Linked DNA regions of Sus scrofa: all the other regions are linked to region 1. Evidence: chromatin contacts called from public Hi-C and HiChIP or PLAC-seq data. All regions are on one chromosome and are shown on one strand. Each heading gives the region's core, a stretch centred on a gene start, on an enhancer-like site or on the middle of the called end of the contact. The rest is flanking DNA. Distances are from core to core; before and after follow the strand shown. Region 1 holds the start of FOXO3 (forkhead box O3). Region 2 overlaps FOXO3 (forkhead box O3). Region 3 overlaps FOXO3 (forkhead box O3).

Region 1 (4,460 bases), core at 1,342-3,841:
ATAATACCACCTTCTCCTATAAACCTTTAAAAAAAAATCAAATACTACAAACTGGTATTAGCTTTAACTATAGTGTACATAAATTTATTACAAGAAATGCTACTTGTAAAGCTAAAATTACTTCTGTAATCTTAAAAAATCATACGAAAGGTGAAAATGCTTTCAATGTTAACTTTTTAACTAAGTTAAGGCTAACTTTCAACTAACAGGTTATCTACACCAAATTTAAAACATGTAAGACTAAATTTCACATGTGAGAAATTTGAAAAATATTTCAAACCCCCCATCCATCTTCTTAGATCCCATAAATTCACTCCTTCCTAACACTACAGTTGCTATCCATTTGGAAACTCAGTTTTTAAAAGTATCACATTAGCACTGCTTTGAAATGGAACTGTCATCCTTTCTGTAAATAGTCCCCATATCACACAACTCACATTTCTTTGCAAAGCGGTAAAGTTCAATCAGATATAAGATTCATAGTATCAGCATTTGTTAAATGATGAGACAGATCTGTGGAATTTGTGGAAAAATATCAAAGCACACCTTTTGCTTTTAAGGTACCTACACAAGCCCTTCCCAACACTAACCACTAAAAAAAAAAAATCGTATGGCACTTTGTAAGTTTTTTTTAAACAATTATAAGTCAATACATTGAATCCTTTAGCTTTATATACTAACTCCTCTCCAGTGCTTCAGTTCTCCACTAAGGTCAAACTGTTCTTTATACACCCACTGGAACCCAGGAAGTACAGGACTCCCCAAAGACAATGAAAGAAGGGACAGAAGGAGGAAGCAACTACCTCTTTAATTAAAAAAAAAAAAAAAAAAAAAAAAAAAAAAGCTAACTTGTTAATAGAAGCAACTGAGAAATAATATGAAGTGATATGTATCTCCCTCCAGTTGCACAGGGCTCTCTTTTGCCTGGTACCGACTAACTCATATCACAGAGATGGGGGCCTGGCAAAAACAAAGCCGCTGGGTATCTGCAGCCCAGCAGGGGCACAGGAGTTAATCTCTTTGGATGCCCAACTGCAGGAAGTCATTACATCATAGGCCTTTCCACACCTCTCTCCCTACCACGTGTCCAGTGCCCCAAGAGGCTGAAAAGGAACAGTGGAGAGCCTCTCTTCAGGTTCACTTACAGGTAGAAGCCATTATGGCTCAGCTCTGCCAGCAAACCTGCCTCCCAAAGGCTTACGTGAAGCGACAGGCCCCGGTTCTCTACTCCTGGACCCGCTGCTTGAAACAGCTCCAGAGGCCAGGCCTCAGCGGGGAAGCAGCAGGTGCAGGACAGTTCCCGCTGAGGTGGAAGGGCTGGCCGGGTCGGGGCCCAGATCATCTCAGAGGCTACTCAGAGGAAGGTTTAAGGTTGAGACACCTCTTAGGAATAAAGGTGTTAACACACGCAAGGAAAGAGAGCCGGCCAGGAAAAGGTTTACAACCACTGCTTTTTGTAATGGGATCGATGTGCCTGTGGGAGTTAACACCTACAAGCCTGAAACTTGGACACAGGGGTTCTCATCTGGCTAGTCTCAACACACCACGCTTAGGCGACCGACTGGAAACCACAAATCCAACCCCTCCTCTGGGCACTGATTCCCAAACAAGTCCCCTCACTCCACCCGCAGCGGCCTCGCCGCACCCCCACTACGGGGAAACCTGCTCCAAAGCTGGCCGCGGACGTACCTCCTCCGCTACAACCCAGGAATCGGGCAAATGCACTCCTGCCCATCTGGCCAAGCCTGAGGCTTCCCCAGGAGCCTCCTCTCCCGCTCCCGCCGCGTCCGCAGCGGTCCCCGGGCTCCCCTCCTCCGGAGGTCACACAGAACCCCCAAAGCCTTACAGCTGAGGCTCTCCCTGCCAACCCCTCTCCCGGGCGCCCGCAGGCGCGCTCGGACGAATCGAAGGCGCGTCTCGCACTGCGCAGGAGACCGGGCGGGTCTGTCCGCCCGTCCGAGGTGGGTACGCACCTTCCAGCCGGCAGAACTGTTGCTGTCGCCCTTATCCTTGAAGTAGGGCACGCAGCGCACCATCCACTCATAGATCTGGGACAGAGTGAGCCGTTTGTCCGGGGAACTCTCGATGGCGCGAGTGATCAGATCGGCGTAGGACAGGTTCCCCCAGGCGTTCCGCCGGGAGGAGCATTTCCTCGGCTGCCCGGAGCCCCCAGCCGCCCCCGGCTGCGGCGGTGGCAGTGGCTGCTGAGGCTGCAGCGGCGTCTGCGTCCCTCCGCTCAGCGCGCCCGCCGCGGAGGCTGGGCCGGACCCGGGTTCCTGCCCTCCGGGAGCCAGCAGCCTGGCCGAGTCCTCCAGGAGCAGCCCAGAGCCCAGCGGGCCGCCCCCGCCGCCGCCGATCGCCATGGCCGAGCCGGCCCTACCGCCGCCGTCCTCGTCGTCTTCATCGTCCTCCTCCTCGGGGATCATGGAGTCAGCGGCCGCCTCCCCCGAGGGCTTGGCCGGGCTCCCCTGGAGCTCCGGCCTCTGCAGGGGCCACGTACAGGAGCGCGGACGGCTCTGGGGCTCGAACTCCGGGTCCAGCTCCACTTCGAGCGGAGAGAGCGGGACCGGGGAGGCCGGCGCCTCTGCCATCTTCGCCGCCTGCCCGCCCGCGGCTCCGGCTCTCACACTCTCCTCTTGCGCCGGGGCGGGGTGCGGCGGGGGAGGGACGGGGGCGCCGCGAAGGCTCGGGCTCCCGGGCGCCGCCGCCGCTGCTACTGCCGCCGCCTGGGAAAGCACGAGAGGAGAGAGAAGGAGAGTTGATTATCCCGGGCTGGAGCTCAGTCCCCGGCGAGTCCTCGCCCGCCGCCGCCGCCGCCGTTTCCCGACCACACCGCGCCCGCCTCCCAGGAGCAGGCAGACCTGGAGACGTGCGTCCCGCGAACCTGGCGCTGCAGACGCCACCCCCTGGTCAGGCCGCGGGGGAGACAGGAGCGAATCGACAGGCTCGCACGGGGCAACCCCCTCCCCCCGCCGCCACCGCCAGCGGAGCTGCAGGTCTCCACTGGGCTAGGTGGCGGGGCGGGGAAGAAGGGGGAGGGGCGGGGCGGGGGAGGGGCGCGAGCCGCGCCTTTAAAGCGGGCAGCAGCCCGAGCTGGCGCAGCCCAGACGCGGTCGGAGCCTGAGCCCGGGTGTGCGTGCGTTTGTTTATGTTTCGCTCCGGCCCGCACAAGTGCTTCCCGCGGCGCCACCGCCGCCAAAGTCTGTGGCGTCTTCGGCTCTTCTCCCCGGCCTGGTCCCGGCCCCGCCGCCTCCGCGCTCTCCTGCCATCCCCTCCCAGCGGAGGACCCGAGCCCGAGGACTGCGCGGGCAGTCCCCTTCTCCTCTCTTCGCCCGCGGGCCGAGAGGGCGAATGTGGGTCCGAGCGCAAACGGGCCCTTGTCACTTCCAGGAACAGGGAAAGACGGGAAGAAGGGAGACAAGCAGCTCAGCGGGTGTTTGCCAAGGGTCGAGCTGAGCAGCAACGGCCACTTTGGGGGTGGTGTGGTTTATTTTCTCGCGGGCGTTGTGCCCTCCACCCCTTTCCCTATAAGAACGGGGGGGAGGGGAGTAGTCGAAACGTAAATCTTCCAACAGGTCAGGAAGCACAAGTCTCCCAGGCCAACAGAAAACCCGGACCAGCACGTTCATCACCTCCTTGCTCCCACTGCTGCCATCTTGACAGTTTCCCCCCTTCACTCAAGTCCTTTAAAAACACTAGCGGGAGAGAAGAAGGGCGCGCACACCGAGTCACGGGGAGGGAAAAGGGAAGCGCCTGGCCCAGCTCGGAAGCAGATCCGGAGTCACCGGGAAGGCGGCCGCCCCGCTGCACAGCTCCGGCGCCTACCTCGGTTCCTTCCCTTCAGTGACGAGGGGGGAGGACGCACAATCCCGCGCGGGCCCGGGGCGCGGCGAGGAGGGGGCGCACAACCTCAGCCAAGGAGAGGCGCTCCGGCCGCCGCTGCTGCAGCCCGCCTGAGGAACCGCCTGTCAGCCAGCGCGCCGCCGCCTTCCACATTCCTCCTCCTCCCTTCCACGAGCAGGGCGGCCGCGGCAGCAGCACAAAGTTATAGACACACGCAGGGTGCCTCAACCTAGGCTGACGGCGAGCGGGTCCCCGCCCAGGGGGAGGGCTGGGCAGCGTGCCCGGGTGCGCTCGTGTGCGCGCGTGTGTGTGTGTGTATGTGCGCGCGTGCGCGGCCCAGATCCCCGGGGCTGCGGGCTTGGGTGTCACGGCGCGCATCGGCGCCGGGACACGGCGGGCTCCAGCAGCCTTCCCCGCCGGGCTCCTCCTCCCTCCCGCGAGCCTCAAAGAAAACAAAGCGTGGCGCGGGCCCAGAAGAAAAGGGAGGGGGCAGCCCAGAGCCCCAAACGGTCCACGAGCGCTGTCGCGTGGCCGCCCTGCCTCGGAGCAGGGCGCCTGGCACTGGGGGGTCCCCCTAGCCAGCGCGTCCCTCCGCCAGGCTCTGGGCCCGCCCTGGT
Region 2 (4,460 bases), core at 1,461-3,960, 98 kb before region 1:
TCTTCAAGGAGGAATGTGAAGACGGTGTGTGAAGGAAGGAACTCACATCTCACAGTCATGCTGACTGTGGTCCACAGCCTAGAGAGCCCACTCCTTGGCCCTCCCTGAAGAAATCAGCAGAGAGATGACTGTCCTTATCAGAATCTCCAAATTCTTTTTCTTTCAATAAGGAAGACAGCTTCCTAATGCAAGATATATTTATCTCTAATGCCAAAGCTCACACAGTCACTATATTTATGCCAACTGGCTGTGAAGACAGATGGACCGCAAACGGATCAGATTTGATTCGGTGTTGGAGAGAAGCTGCCTGAAACGAGTAAGTATTCCACTAATATTTTACAAAGCGGGTAATTCACAAATGCAATTTAAGGTGGCCGATGGCGGGAGGCAGGCTTCAATGTCAGCCAGGTCGTAGCTGGACTCCTGTCCTATGACCCTGGGCAACTGACCTAACCTTGGCCACCTCTTTCACAAAATGGGAATAAAAACAGCCTCTCTGTCAAACTCTTGGATCTTTGGGAAGATTAAATTACGCATGCAAATTACTCATCGGAGTGCCAAGCACAAAAGAGGCTCTCAACTGTCAGATCCCACATACGGAAGCAGTGACATCACGAATGTTCACTTACTGTTTTCCGAGCATCATACACTTGAAGCCAAAAGGTGAGAGGGCGGCTCCTTCCAGGAAAAGATTTCAAACTCTTAAAAGTATTTCAAAGGTGCTGTGCCACTCAGGAGGAGCTGGTAATTTCCCAAATGTTGCTACCCTCTGTCTGCTCCAGCCCCTTCCAACCCATGTTTACCTTGTAAGGACTCTCCACTAACCCAGACACCAGCTGCATGTGCTTCCCCTGGAACACAGAGAGGGTTTTGTCTGGAAGCAACATGTGGTATCAATTTATCTTTCTCAGCAAAGGCAACAAGGAATCCACTGACTTTAAAAATAAAAAGGGAGTTGTGTAATTTAACTCTTAAAGGCCTCTGCTTTTTATTTATTTATTTATTTTTTTGTATCTCAAAATGAGTTACGGTTGTCAGCTCCCAAGCCAGACCCATTGCTTCCCACCAAGCAGATTGCAGGCATCTCCCTGGGCCCCAAGGGATGTCAGTGGGGACCACTGTAAAGGACTACTTTTAAATCCTATACTCATCCACCTTGCACACAGGACCAGCCCTTCCAGTAGGTCTCCCTGCTTTGACTTGTGGGCACTGAGAATTCAGAATGCGGCTGCCAAAGGCCTAAATCCAAATGTATGCATCTGCTGAAAGGTAGATGAAAATGGTCACGTGAAAAGGCCGATGGAAACCATGAGTCAGGGGGAGACCCTGGGGGCTGGGAGCCATAAAACAGCAGGGCAAAGGCAGGCTCTTAGATTTATAATGACAGGCTCTGTCAAGGGCAGTTCTCAGGCCGAAGCCATGATTTCTCTTAGGTATCAGTTCTCCACCCTGGCTGCCTCTTCTCAGCACCTGGGGAGACTTTTAAGAACTCACTCTTAGGAACTGGTACAGGTAAGGCCTGGGCAGAGGAACATTTTTAAAGCTCCCCTGATTATTCTAAGGTGCAGTTAGAGCTGAGAATCACTAGAATTTCCCCTGTATGTTTCTACTGGCTAAGACTCTGAGTCCAAAGCTAATGTACTGCTGGTCCTTCCAGGTCTGATAACACAGCACAGCACATGTTCTTCAGGTTCAAGGTTCCACATTTTAGAAGGTAAGGAGGAGAATCAGGCTCATAGATTAAAGTTATGTTTATAGGTACAGAGTAAAATGGAGAGTTTAGAACAGTTTTGCAGATCACTGAGGTCCAGATATCTTTGTTTTTCTTAAAGGTAGGGGGAAGGGTCCCTGATCTCGCACTGCCTCGTATGATAGTCATCCAGTCTGCCCCATGCCACTTCTCCATCCAAAATCGCTAGGCATGGACAGAAAACAGGGCAAGTGGACTTTTGCAAAAGTAGGAACTGATACGGGCTGAAGAAGGGATGGGCTGGGACAGTAATTGATCCCTGTAATTTTCAGAACCCTCCCTAAATTAGCATGCAGCCTCACATATCTCTTTTATAATAGACTGTCCTTCAAACAATATGCCAAAAAGAGAGACTGCATAAAAATAACCACGGAAAAAGCCATACCCCAATGCTGAGGTACTTATTAGCTTCCAAGTGTTACTTACTGAACTTCTCTGAGAACCAAAGTACACAAGCAAAGAGAGCCTCGAGAATATTAAAAAAAAAAAAAAAAAAGTGTCTCATTCCTCGGCTGTACAAAACACTGTATCACTGCACTCAGTGCAAAGACCCTGGGGAGGGAGGGGACACTGCAAAGGGCCAAACAGTGCCACCACCTGAGGGGGGAGTGTGAGGGCTGGTTCTTATTAGCCATTAGCCATTTAGCTGGCTTACCCTCTTCTCCTACATGTTATCTGAGGGCTAACTTGATCGAAAGTGAGTATGCAAAGTATGAGAGCATAAAACAGACCTGAAGTCAGAGTTATTATCTCTGACTATACATATGGACCAGCTACAGGAGCCTTTCAGACAGAGAAGAAAATACAAACATTCATATAGAGGATTACATAATCAACCCTGATGTGCAAGACAAGTTCCAGGCAAGCTCCACTCTTACTCATCTCTAGAACACTAAATGTTTCAACCATTAAGAGACTTATTTTTAAAAAATGATTTTCTAAAATAAATATTGTCAGGAATTTGGCTGAAGGATTAAATTTCCGGCTAGAAACAAGATTTCCATTAAACTTGCTGACAATAATCTTCTACCCAGAGAGATCTTGGAAAACTAACGTTTGTTTCAAGTTTTTATGCAGTAAGCACAGATTCTGGCCTCTCGTTTGGAGGAATAAAATAACAACCCTGGTGATGGGCAAAATGAATCCATTTTCTATCCCAACAAAAGTAAGACATGGGAAGCTCGTTTAGGAGAGGAAGACCTAGGCAATCTGTTCTGCCCCCAACAGAAAAAGATATCCTAGATGGGAAGAAAACTCCCCTAAAGAGCTACCTGCACTGTTAGAGGCAGTTTTGCTGGGTTTCCTAGTGTGGGTTTTTATTTTCATATTGATTTTTTTAAAAATTTTTTTCATTGAGCGATCTTTTCAGACCTTCCACAGCTGTTTCTGCTCTTGGAGGGCAAGAGGGAACATTCCATTCCTCCCAGCCAAACCTGCACTTCCGGCACACAGAGAACCCTGGCAGCCTTGCGCCCTCTGCCCACACCCACTCCCTGCAGCACCCTCTCCACCCCCAAACCCTCCTGCTTCCAGCTCCACCTCCCCACCGATCCCTGAAGAAGCAGCAACTAACTGAGAAGCAACATGCAGTCAACGGAAAGACAGCCTCCAGAAAGCAGGTTAAAGCTGCAGCATTTGGCTGTCCCTGTTCTTTCTCCGGGCTTCTTCCTGATGTGACTGAATCCCTTCCCCTTTCCATAAAGGGTTCAGCAAACACATGCTACTTAAATTTCCCTTTAAGGCTGTGCAGGACTAGCCACACAAAATGGATGCTTCAAAGGGTTAAAAGCCACGAAGTTATTAAGAGGACATTCTTGAAACTGACACTGCAAAGTAGAACAGAAATAGTTTTATTAATAACATAATTTTCACTTAGACTAAAAAAAAAAAAAACTGCAAACTTTTCCAGTTTGAAAACGTACTGTGGGCGGAAATGGAGAATAAAACGGCTCTGGAAATACACATCCACAATTCAGGAACACATCAGCGTCTCATGTGGCATTATATAAGTAATCATCAGGGCAGAAAGTTCAGTTAAAAAGTAATACTGTGGAAAATGGAGAAGGCTGTGAAACCCACCTAGTAATAAGCAGCCTGAACTTTACAGTGAAAGAGACTCACGACCAGAGAGATACAAAGCAAACCTGAATTCAATCAGCCAGGAAAGGACGGCCAAGCTGAGACAGACGCAGATCTCCAGGCCTTGAGGTGGTACAGTAAATACTGGCTACAGACACCATTCGTCCCAGCATCCGGATTACCATAACAACTTAAGGGGTGAGGTGCAGGGAGCACAGACGATGGATAATCCATCCATCCATCCGACTTCAGCCTGTCTTGCTTTACAACTTGAGGATAGATGTCTATCTCCTCTGACACATACTGAGCCCTTTACAACCAGATGTCTTATTATGGCTTTACCTCCTAGCATGGGGCTGGTACACAGCAGGTGCTCATTCACTCTAATCAATGAATGAGTGGGAAGGGGAAGTCACCACAAAATAGGCATGAATTATATGTTAAAATGAAATGTTAGAAAACAGGAGACCAGTGAATGATCTTCAATGTGCGAAGAATGGAAGTAAGTGTCCCCTGTAAAACAGGAAGAAGCATTTAGGTTGTTCTCAAGTTGACGAATCTCAGCCTTGGGTATTAACTTCGATTATACAACCCAATTTCCAAAAATAAGACGATACAGTCTAGGAAGGAG
Region 3 (4,460 bases), core at 562-3,061, 69 kb before region 1:
CCAGAAAGCAACTCTGGTCCCTCACCCCTGAAAATGCCACCTGCTTCCTCTGATCTATCTGCCTCCCTGGCAACTCCAGACTGCTGTTGGGCATTATTATTATTTATCACCAAGAGTAAAAGATAAGCTTCAATTTACTTTGTGTTAGGGAACGAGGCTAAGCACTTCATATGCATAACTTAAATGTAATCCTCAATTGAGATTTTTTTTTTTTTAACTTATGTGAAATAGGAGCAAGGAGGTTCCAGAACTTGCTCAGGGTCTCACCAGGAAGTCAAGGAGTTCAGACTGGAACCTAGGTCTGTCCTAAAACCCAAACTCTAAACCATGACACAACCTTAGGCAAAAAAGGATCCTATAAGCCCCATCCCCAGTGCAGAAACTCAAAGCCCTCTAGAGATGAGAAAACCATCCACCCTCCTTGTGTGAAAACTTTTCCACCACAAGAAAAGGGAACTCTCCTACACTGCTGGTGGGAATGTAAATTGGTACAACTACTATGGAAAACAGTATGGAAATACCTCAGAAAACTAAATACAGAACTGCCATATGATCTAGCAATTCCACTCCTGGGCTCTATCTGGACAAAACCTTCATTGAGAAAAATAAATGCACCCCTATATTCATTGCAGCACTATTCACAATAGCCAAGACGTGGAAACAACCTAGATGTCCATCAACAGATGAATGAATTAATAAGATGTGGTGTATATACACAATACTACTCGGCCATAAAAAAGAAGAACAAAATAATGCCATTTGCAGAAACATGGATGCAACTAGAGATGCGCATACTAAGTGAAGTCAGAAATAGACAAGTATCATATGATATCACTTAAATGTGGAAACTAAAATATGGCACAAGTGAATCTCTCTACAGAACAGAAACAAATTCATGGACATAGAGAAGAGACCTGTGGTTGCCATGGGGGAGGGGGAAAGAGTGGGATGGACTAGGAGTCCGGGGTTAGTAGATGCAAACTACTGCATTTCAAGTGGAGAAGCAATGAGGTCCTGCTGTATAGCACAGGGAACTATATCCAATCACTTGTGATAGAAACGCATATATAAGTGGGTCACTTTGCTGTATGGCAGAAATTGACAGAACACTGTAAAGCAACTATAATAATTTTTTTAAAATAAAAACTAAACTTAAAAATTTTAAAAACAGGAGTTCCCGTCGTGGCACAGTGGTTAACGAATCCGACTAGGAACCATGAGGTTGCGGGTTCGGTCCCTGCCCTTGCTCAGTGGGTTAACGATCCGGCGTTGCCATGAGCTCTGGTGTAGGTTGCAGACGCAGCTCGGATCCCGCGTTGCTGTGGCTCTGGCGTAGGCCAGTGGCTACAGCTCCGATTAGACCCCTAGCCTGGGAACCTCCATATGCCGTGGGAGCGGCCCAAAGAAATAGCAAAAAGACCAAAAAAATTTAAAAACAAAAATGAAAACCTTTCCACCAGCCAAGGGTTCCTCCCACCTGCTGCCTCTGCCTGCCAGTGCCTAGTGTGGAGGAAGGAGGCGTGCTCCCCACCCTGTCCCTGGGCAGAAGGCTGGCCCACCTCTTCCTAATTACAGCTGGCAAGGAGCGGGGTTTAAACACTTTCAACACCGTGGAACCTGCCTGGAACCTCCTTCCTCCCACCTGTCCCTGCCTCATGTGCTGGATGAAGCAAATGGATCCGTGAAGAGTCACGCACCGAGAGATAAAACCCGTGGTGAGACGTCACTCTTCCTCCTGCCCCAACCCCCTGAGTGACATTTCCTTCCAAAGACCTCCCCTCTACCCCACAAACAGCCTGTCCCTGCCAGTTCTCTGGTGTGGGAGAAAAAAGATTGAGAAAACGGGTTACTGTGGATTAGCCATTAGAAAGCCCCTGCTGAGCTCATGCTTTATCTTGGTTAATGCTTAAATATGCAAGTCAGAGACTTCAAGTTCATACAGGGCTTTTGGAGGAGGGGAGTAGCAGAGGTAATCTTGTCATTTTTCCTGGCATGGAGCAGCCCAGGAACAAACACATATTTTGTACGGAAAAGTAGATTCTGAAACTGAAAGCAAAGATAGAAGACTAAAATACGTGATATCTTCCCACATTTCTGTTGAGGAAGAACCAAAGAACCCTGGACCAAGGAACAAGTATCAAAGAATAAGACTAATGGTTACTGGTGACTGAGCACTCGGTCTCTGCTAGGCTCTGTGCCGGATGCTTTATAGATGATTTTTCAGGCAATCTTCATAACCTGTGAAGTTCTTATTATAAGAGGAAACTGAAGCTTGGGGACTCTACTTCCAAAGTAATTACACAGCACTTACTGTGTGCCAGGCACTTTAAATAAGCATATATTGACTCCTTTAATCCTCACAATAGCCCTGTGGGGTGGGTGATACCATTAAGAGAGAAGAAAACTTACTGAGGACGTCACCTGCCCAAGGTCACACAGCTGGTAAGTAAAAAGATTTATTAACCCTACTTACTAACCACTCAAGGAAGGATCTGACCATCTGTGCTTCTGTCACGGAACTATATGACAAATATACTATGAGGGGTTTGTTTTTTCCTCCCCTCCATTCCTTTTTTTCTTTTTCTTTCTTTTTGGCTGTTATTTCTCCAATGAGACTGCAAACTCTTAGGAGATCACTCTTCATATTCTACTCAGCCATCAGTACTGTGAAAGACAGAGTCATCAGTAAACATAGTTGACCCTTGTTCAAGGCAGAGGAGGTTAATTTACAGATTCAACCAACAGTGGACCATGTAGTACTGCAATATTTACTGTTGGAAACTATCTACATATGAGTGGACCCATGCAGTGCAAGCCCGCCTTGGTCAAGGGTCAACTGTGATCAAGCTTGGTGCCATACAGGGATGGATCTGACTGCTGGGAGCACTAAGCTCTGCTGCCCGGGTCCAGGCCTCCAGATCCCCACCCCTCAGGAGCCCCCAAAGCCTCCTGGCCAGCCTGGGTCCATTCTGGGGATACATGAAGGCAGACTGGTACCGACTGAAAATGGCCTAACATAAAGGTCAGATTCTTTCACTCCCCATTTTCAATCCACTGGGGAGCAAACGAATAGCAATTGGACATCAGCTCCCTCCTACTCCACCCCCGACCTGATGTCCACAAGAACGCCAAACCCTCCCTCCCACCAGACCTGGGAATGACCTCAGGAGCCACCATCAACTAGCATGTCAGCATGCAAGAGGGCATCTGCAGACTACTCCTGCCCTACAGCATGAAGAACACACCCTCTGTCCTGACCTCTGGGCAGAACTGCTGCCTTTTTTCTCACTAGCTACCCTTACCTGCGGTTGTTACTTCCTTGACAACTGGTTAGGAGCCCCTACCATACACTAAGCTCTCTGTAAGGGGCTGGAAATACAGCATAAATTAGAGACACACAATATTTGCCCTCACAGTGCTCATCCATCCTTTTCAGCTTAAGAAACTCAAGCTCAGTTCACATGCCACCTCCTATGTAAAACCTCTGGGGACAATACTCATTTAAAGTCATTGGCTAACAGATTTAAAAATCACCTAAATTCCTAATCAACATATTGGCATGGCCAGTTGAGGAACTTAAAATACCAGATAAAAGAAAGCAAGATTGGGACTCCCCTTCGTGGCTCAGTGGTTAACGAACCCGACTAGTATACACGAGGATAAGGGTTTTGATCCCTGCCTCGCTCAGTGGGTTAAGGATCCAGCCTTGCCATGGGCTGTGGTGTAGGTCACAGATGCAGCTCAGGTCACACGTTGCTGTGGCTGTGATGTAGGCCGGCAGCTACCGCTCCACAACCCCTAGCCTGGGAACGTCCATATGCTGTGAGTGCAGTCCTAAAGACACGCACACACACACACACAGAGCAATATTATTCCAGTAGATCAACTATACTTCAATTAAAAAATTACATTAAAAAGCAAGATTATTCTCACAAAACATTTTCACTCAGAAATACGCAGAATGGTAAAGGATCAAAAAAAAAAAAAAAAGGAAAATCCATGAAGTCAATGATTCCCTGAGAATAATAACCATAACAAGAAATCTAAGAAGGCAGAGAACCCCAAACCACTGTAACTTATAAACTGATTTTATCTTGCCCTCCCTGGCAATATAGTTCTTCATTTCAAAAATTAACATCTGCCTATGTATCTCTGATATGTGGGCTCAGGTCTATAAGTAGCCTAGGAACATGGATTAAAATAATAAAGCTTGCTGGAGTTCCCGTCGTGGCGCAGTGGTTAACGAATCTGACTAGGAACCATGAGGTTGTGGGTTGGATCCCTGGCCTCGATCAGTGGGTTAAGCATCCGGCGTTGCCGTGAGCTGTGGTGTAGGTCACAGACATGGCTCAGATCTGGTGTTGCTGTGGCTCTGGCATAGGCCGGCGGCTCCAGCTCTGATTGGACCCCCTAGCCTGGGAACCTCCATATGCTGCAGGAGCAGCCCTAGAAATGGCAAA

Evidence for each region. Hi-C and Micro-C count contacts between places; a contact is called where the count stands out from the background. HiChIP or PLAC-seq counts read pairs in DNA pulled down with a chosen protein or histone mark.
Region 2: a contact with region 1 is called in an H3K27ac HiChIP or PLAC-seq map of skeletal muscle. The contact joins the enhancer-like site here to the promoter of FOXO3 in region 1. A contact is called at or near these places in 3 of 5 promoter capture datasets (liver and skeletal muscle), 17 of 47 Hi-C or Micro-C datasets (alveolar macrophages, blood, embryonic fibroblasts and 8 more) and 2 of 2 datasets of contacts at active chromatin or transcription factors (alveolar macrophages and skeletal muscle).
Region 3: a Hi-C map of liver shows a contact between it and region 1, with 5 times the contacts expected there. The contact joins the enhancer-like site here to the promoter of FOXO3 in region 1. A contact is called at or near these places in 1 of 5 promoter capture datasets (fetal liver), 3 of 47 Hi-C or Micro-C datasets (fetal liver, liver and retroperitoneal adipose tissue) and 2 of 2 datasets of contacts at active chromatin or transcription factors (alveolar macrophages and skeletal muscle).

The regions. Positions count from the first base shown.
Region 1 is chr1:74,627,826-74,632,285 of Sscrofa11.1, reverse strand. It overlaps FOXO3 (forkhead box O3), which reads right to left and starts at 2,591. Exons shown (of 2, transcript NM_001135959.1): 1 at 1,974-2,591. The coding sequence starts at 2,591.
Region 2 is chr1:74,726,236-74,730,695 of Sscrofa11.1, reverse strand. The region is part of intron 1 of FOXO3 (forkhead box O3); the gene reads right to left. Among named protein-coding and RNA genes, the nearest start is that of FOXO3, 99 kb to the right of the region's middle. Within about 2 kb of position 2,710, at least 25 of the 83 cell types and tissues checked have an H3K27ac peak or open chromatin away from gene starts, as enhancers often do. A contact at or near this core is called in liver, mesenteric adipose tissue, omental adipose tissue and 3 more, where this site is marked.
Region 3 is chr1:74,695,997-74,700,456 of Sscrofa11.1, reverse strand. All of the region lies in intron 1 of FOXO3 (forkhead box O3), which reads right to left. Among named protein-coding and RNA genes, the nearest start is that of FOXO3, 69 kb to the right of the region's middle. Within about 2 kb of position 1,811, at least 13 of the 83 cell types and tissues checked have an H3K27ac peak or open chromatin away from gene starts, as enhancers often do. A contact at or near this core is called in fetal liver and liver, where this site is marked.